Regions from separate parts of the Danio rerio genome. Here region 2 is linked to region 1. A link is a contact called in public Hi-C data. All regions are on one chromosome and are shown on one strand. Each heading gives the region's core, a stretch centred on a gene start, on an enhancer-like site or on the middle of the called end of the contact. The rest is flanking DNA. Distances are from core to core; before and after follow the strand shown.

The links. A called contact is a pair of places that touch in the nucleus more often than the background predicts.
Region 2: a Hi-C map of an unstated tissue shows a contact between it and region 1, with 2.9 times the contacts expected there. The contact joins two enhancer-like sites. A contact is called at or near these places in 3 of 18 Hi-C or Micro-C datasets (caudal fin, embryo and an unstated tissue).

The regions. Positions count from the first base shown.
Region 1 is chr1:43,009,120-43,012,745 of GRCz12tu, forward strand. The region is part of intron 2 of sod3b (superoxide dismutase 3, extracellular b); the gene reads left to right. stox2a (storkhead box 2a) reads right to left here. Exons shown (of 4, transcript XM_001922863.9): 3 at 2,921-3,626. Among named protein-coding and RNA genes, the nearest start is that of sod3b, 10 kb to the left of the region's middle. Within about 2 kb of position 1,607, at least 10 of the 62 cell types and tissues checked have an H3K27ac peak or open chromatin away from gene starts, as enhancers often do.
Region 2 is chr1:43,156,593-43,160,218 of GRCz12tu, forward strand. si:dkey-117m1.4 reads right to left here. Exons shown (of 9, transcript XM_021476796.3): 9 at 1-1,959. The coding sequence ends at 1,709. Among named protein-coding and RNA genes, the nearest start is that of ccdc149b, 24 kb to the left of the region's middle. Within about 2 kb of position 1,944, at least 8 of the 62 cell types and tissues checked have an H3K27ac peak or open chromatin away from gene starts, as enhancers often do.

The sequences.
Region 1 (3,626 bases), core at 357-2,856:
GAATGACACATTGTTTAGTAAATGATGACATTTTTGTTTCTTTTGTAAGCAACACCATGACCCCCTAGATCACTTAATTTAGCAAAGCAGTTATTTTAATTTGCTTTGGAAAGATCTTTCCCTTTTTGTAACTGAGGATGTTGATAAAATACTTTTCCTTACTATGTTTTATTAATTACAAAATAGAACCTTTACATTAAAATAAATAATATATCTTCTTATCCTATTAACAAAACTTTATATACATAAATGTAAATTTACAAACCAAAAAACCTTACTGAAAAGCAGAATTACTTTAAAGCTATTTCTAGCTCTTTTACAAAAAAGGCTTTAAAAACAACTGAAATTTGTAAATTATCTAATCTTTCTTTAATGCAGATGTGCACAAACATTTTCATATGAAGCACCAAAAAACAAATATCATTATGAGCCGTGGGCCGAAGATAAATGTACCAAATTGTATTACATTAAGGTTGCTATGGGTAATTTCCTACTTTATTTAATAATATTTAAAAATATTATAATTATTATAACAAAAAAAACATTACTTTAAATTGTATTAACTGTTATTAACTAACATCTCTGCTTTATTGTGTGATGTATATACCCCTTCAGTTAGTTTTTGTTTTCTTTTTCAAATTTTTTTTTTATTTTCTTACGTTTCGCATAATAATAACTATATTATAACCATTAATTAATAATTCTCATATAATAATTAAAAAATATGACATTTTTGCAGTAATAATCTTTTAAATAGACTGCTCAGAACCCCGAGAGAATCTTTTTCACTGCTGTATAGAGAAACGTGCAAGTTATTTATTTTTTTTTCTTGTCCCTCTCCGTGTAATTGCATTACTACCACACATCAATCACAAACTAAATGTGTCTATGCACTACAGCCATGCTGGTGTTTTTCCAGGAGCCGTGGAATGACATCATCGTTAATGTGATGAGTCATCCAGAAAATAGTGAATGATTGGGCGTGCGTGTGTGTGTGTGTGAGTGTTAGAGTAAGTGACGGGGCAGCCGGGGGTATTAAAATTGCAGATTTGTGGCACTTGTGTCTCGTAAGCTTTTTAGAGCCATTAATACAGAGTAAACTCTAAATGTACAGACTGATGTCATGGGGTGGACAGAGCCCAACTCTTAGATAAAAGTCTCCAAACTTGAGTGAGGTTGGCATAATGATCATTCTCTATGTGACGCTACTAAATATCCAAGGCTTTTTACTTTTTATGATCAATACATGGTACTGATCATATAAAGGCAGTAAAATACACTGAATTTATAGACTCACAGTCAGCAAATTCAGCTTAAAACACATATATGCATCATATGATTATAAACATCACCGGCAGAAAAATTACCGTTAGCAATTGCGTGAAGTTTATGGATATTTTCTACTATTATAATAAAACACAATGCATTGCTAAATTCAAAATACAGGTGGAAACTAACAAAGTTTAGTGGCTGGGATTTTACAGATTTTCCCTGTGATGTAAATGTATTGTATTGTAAAAAAGTAAAAGCACATGTGCAGAACATGTAGGCTCTCTCGGTTATTCTACCCCTGCCATATCTCTCTGAATGAGTCATACAGACACAAGGGGTCTATTTTTAGCTGCTGAAAAAAGTCCTCACCCTCTCACTCATAAAGGGCTTCTGCTAACACATACATAGCCCTGGGAAACCCAGTTAAAGGCTGTCTGCGCTGGTTTGTGGCCTTGTCAAAGAAAAATGGGATAAATCATGCTTTACACCACAGTTGAAGTTGGTATATGAAAATTGCGTTGTATGCTAATATTATGTGTCTCAAATGAAAGATATGCATCATAGGTGAAGTTAAAACACTGTGAGATATATAACTATATATCAGGGTATCCGCCAGGTCTTAAAATGTCTTAAATTAAAAAATAATTTGGTCTAAAAAAGTCTTAAGTTCACTGAAATATTGTGTTGTATGTCTTAAATGATATTGAATAGTTCTTAATTTTCCTCTGTTTAAGTAAAGCTACCCAATTGGGCCGACATTCATCCAATCACCAACAATCCATCTTAATAAAATCAGGGTAAGAAAACTAAAAACAATTACACAATTTCCTCATGATAATAACAGAGCAATATATCCCTTTACATTATCTTCCATTCATACAAAAAATATTTACAGAAATAAAGGGTGAGTAGACATAATATAAATATGCATAAAACTTAAGGTTTTATAACAGAAATACATTAGGGTGAATAGAAGTTATACTCAATCAATTTAGACTAAAAAAGCCAACAAATATATATTTTTGATTATTTATGTTATTGCCTCCACAATAAATATATTTTTAACAATGTTAAACTTGTCATTTTAAAAAGTAAGTAATATTATGTTGAAAATAGTGTATACAACTAGAGTTTTCTTGTTTTGACACATTAAAGTAGTTCGCTAAGAAATAATTACATTTAATTTTTTTGTGGCAGGCAAAAAAATAATAATAATAAAAAAATACATCCCCCCAACCGGGCCATTATAAATTATCATTAGCGTCTAGCCCTGTATAAGTCTAAAATTTCATTCATATTGGTATTAAAAGGGTTTTAAAAAGTCTTAAATTTGATAAAAAAAACCTGATATATATTCAGGACTGGAGTTGAGAATCACTATTATATAAATAATATATATGTCCTATCTCTTATGTCATAGACATATATAATTATGCTGTATTAAATGCAATCAAAGTTCATTTTGTGGGGACATTAGTAATTAACGAAATATTTCATTCAATATTTATGCAAAGTGACTTTAGTAGTAAGATCATAAATAAAAAGTATGGCAATAAATAAATGCATTGTACACATGCTCACTTTGAACATATGGCACCTAAATTTATCCTAACTTGTAGGATTTTCTTTCTATGGAGTGAGTACTTACCGAGGGGAGTTAAACCCACTGTCTACAGTCACACTACTGCTGTCCATGCTGTCCAGCCGTGCCGAGTGAGCTGACTTCTGGCTGTTATTATTCTCGCTCTCCTTAGGGCTAAGCAGAGTCAAGTTGGTCTCAAACTTCCGCTGTAAATCCCGCTCTTTCTCTCGTTCTAGCAACCACTGCATGGTCCCACCACCTCCACCACCCTCACCAACTCCTGCCCGCACCTTTGCCTCTGTTGGGGCAGCCTCTTTACGGGAGGTATCCTCCACCTCCTCCTCATCGTCATCATCTGACACGTTGTAATAATCAAAAGCAGCTTCAGATGTGGAGGGAGCACCCTGTTCTGTGCCTGTAGGTGCTGGGGCAGAAGCAGACAAAGCGGTGGAGTTAGGTGGCTGTTGGGTCTCCAGAGTGTCAAGGACCTCAGATGATTTCATGTGCGGAGTCTTACGCAAAGTGCCTGACTTTGAGTAGCCACTGTCTACATAGCTCACAGTCAAAACATTGTGTGGCGGTTTGAACAAAGTGTCCTTACTGAAAATCTCTTTCCTCTTGTCCACCCCACCACCAGTGCTACCACCGCCTCCCCCACCCCCTGGATCAGTGTTGTGTTGGTGCTGTATCAAACGTCCATTGGGCATAGGCTCAGGTGTCTGGCTTGGTGTGGGTTTGCCAGAACCATTGTGCCCTTTGGTGGAGGAGTCCT
Region 2 (3,626 bases), core at 694-3,193, 150 kb after region 1:
AAAAGTCATGGTCTCTACGAATGTGAATAAAACTGTGGTTTGACTCCCATCATGAAGGCACAAGATGCTCAGTCTGCCGGAGGGAGAACGTATGGAGCCAGATCAGTCTCAAAAATAATACATTTACAATATAGAATTCAAACATGCACGGCACAATACACATTTACAAAAGCCAATTGGTAAATTGACAACACAACTTATAAATATAACACATTTTCTGAAAATCATAAATATTTTCATCAACTGAATTGGAGTTGTGTGTATTTACGAATCATGTATTGAATTTATGAATTGCATTTGTGTATTTACTAATCGTGTTTTGAATTTACAAATTGGATTTGTGTATTTGCGAATCTTGTTTTGAATTTACGAATTGGATTTGTGTATTCACTAATCGTGTTTGGAGTTTTTGAAATGGATTTGTGTATTTACAAATTGAATTTACGAATTGGATTTGTGCATTTACAAATTGTGTTTTGAATTTACGAATTGGATTTGTGTATTTACAAATAGTTTATTGAATTTACGAATTGGATTTTGTATTTAATAAATGTGTTTTGAATTTACGAATTGAATTTATGTACTTACTAATCGTGTTTTGAATTTACGAATTGGATTTGTGTATTTACAAATCGTGTTTTGAATTTACGAATTGGATTTGTGTATTTACTAATCGTGTTTTGAATTTACGAATTGGATTTGTGTATTTACTAATCGTGTTTTGAATTTACGAATTGTATTTGTGTATTTACGAATCGTTTATTGAATTTACGAATTGGATTTTGTATTAATTAAATGTGTTTTGAATTTACGAATTGGATTTATGTATTTACTAATCGTGTTTGGAGTTTTTGAAATGGATTTGTGTATTTACAATTCATTTTTTGAATTTGCGAATTGGATTTGTGCATTTACGAATCGTGTTTTGAATTTACGAATTGAATTTGTGTATTTACTAATCGTGCTTTGAGTTTACAAAATGGATGTGTATTTACAAATCGTTTTTTTAATTTATGAATTGGGTTTTTGTATCACGAATCGTGTTTTGAATTTATGAATTGGATTTGTGTATTTTCGTATTTGTGTTTTGAATTTATGAATTGGGTTTTTGTATTTACGAATCGTGTTTTGAACTTACGAATTGCATTTGTATATTTACGCTTTGTGTATTGAATGTATTAATTAGATTTGTTTTTACGAATCGTGTTTTGAATTTACGAAATAGATTTGTGTATTTATAATCGTGTTTTAAATTTACGAATTGGATTTGTGTATTTACGAATTGGGTTTTAAACTTACAAATTGGATTTTGTAAATGTGACTTGTGTTGTGGACGTAATCATTTGTAAATGTATTGTTTTTGAGACTGATCTGGTTCCATAAAACAAAGCCATTTAGACTTTCAAATATCATCTACATTAAAGCCAGCAAAAGAGGAAGGAAAAAACAAACACGTTTCGGTAATGTGCAGATAAATAAAAAGTTAGTGTTCTTTCATTGTAGCTGCAACAGTATTTTCAAAAAGTACACAAGACAAGTGTGCATTCAGTCTGACATCGTACCTTTTTTCCCTTTTACACACACTGAACACAAAATCAGCATCACATTAATTAAAGCATTGGTACTGTGACTGTAGCATATGGATATTTTCGATTAGCACCTCTTAACGTCTTTTATCTACATCTGCTTTTTCTTGACCACTAGGCTCTCAGCAGACGGACAGCAAAGGTGGACTCTGCCTCTGCTGGCTTTTCTTCAGCAGCTGTATTCGGTTGTGGCAGTAGAATTTAACAGCCCTCCAGTCACGGTGGTTGGTGACCAGAAGAGGGCAGAGCTCCAGGCACCGCTCGCAGTCTGCTTTGGCGGGCACACGCAGCTCCATGATGTTTTGCACCAGGTGGGTCTCGACAGCTGCCCGCTCCGCTTCAGACCAAGGCCGCTTCAGTACACCACGTTTACCTGAGAGTGAGAGGAGAATGCATGTTAATCATTAGTCCTGTACAAACACTACAGAGAGACTCCCATTCCCTCAGGCACACACAAACACACACAGGTTTGTTTTTGTGAATTGCGAGGACGATCCATATGCTTAAAGGTTTTTATACTGTAAAATAGACTGTTTTTTTTTTTTTTTTTAAACAGCCCTACCCCTTACAGGAAATTAGTTTTTATATTACATTTAATAAGCCTTTCGAAAAATGGGGGCATAGGCAGTGTCTACATAAATTACCTTTTCCTTGTGTAATACATATGTCATAGTAATGTTATTATACTGTCCTAATACACTCATTGGACACTTTATTAGGTACACCTTTCCAACTGCTCGTTAACGCAAATTTCTAATCAGTCAATCATATGGCAGCAACTCAATGCATTTAGGCATGTAGACATACATGGTCAAGACGAACTGCTACAGTTCAAACCGAGCATCAGAATGGGGACGAAAGGTGATTTAAGTGACTTTGAATGTGGCATGGTTGTTGGTGCCAGGCGGGCTAGTCTGAGTATTTCAGAAACTGCTGATCTACTGGGATCTTCATGCACAACCATCTCTAGGGTTTACAGAGAATGGTCAGAGAAAGAGAAAATATCCAGTGTGCAGCAGTTCTGTGGGCGCAAATGCCTTGTTGAGGTCAGAGGAGAATGGCCAGACTGGTTCCAGCTCAACTCAAATAACCACTCACTACAACCGTGGTATGCAGATTATAATCTCTGAACGCACAACCATCCAACCTTGAGGCAGATAAGCTACAGCAGCAGAAGATCACACCAGGTGCCACTCCTGTCATCTAAGAACAGGAAATTTGCACAGGCTTATCAAAATTAGACAATAGAAGATTGGAATGGACAATAGAAAATTAGACAATAGATCGCCTGGTCTGATGAGTGTCGTTTTCTGCTGCATCATTCAGATGGTAGGGTCAGATTTTGGCATCAACAAAAAAAAAGAAATGAAAGTAGAGTAGATCCATCAAGCCTTGTATCAATGGTTTAGGCTAGTGGTGGTGGTGTAATGGTGTGGAGGATATTTTCTTGGCACATTTTGGGCCCTTTAGTACCAATTGCGCATTGTGTCACTGCCACAGCCTACCCACAGTGTACCCATCATCTGATGGCTACCTACAGCAGGATACGCAGCAAGCCATAAAGCGTGAATCTTCTCAGGCTGGTTTCTTGAACATGACAATTAGTTCACTGTACTCAAACGGCCTCCACAGTCAATTGGGATGTGGTGGAACGAGAAATCCACATCATGGATGTGCAGCTGACAAATCTGCAGCAACTGTATGATGCTGTCATGTCAATATGTATTAAAATCTTTGAGGAATGTTTCCAGTACCTTGTTAAATCTATGCCACAAAGGATTAAGGCCGTTCTGAAGGCAAAAGGGGGTCCAACCCGGTACTAGTAAGGTGTACCTAATAAATTGGCCGATGAGTGTATATGTCACAAAAGAAATGCACACACACACACATATATCTACACGCTTACTCCTTCACAGTCTTACAATCCTACTCACTGACACACACCTTGCTCACACCCACACATACACAAACACACACACACACACACACACACACACACACACACACACACACACACACACACACACACATACACTCATA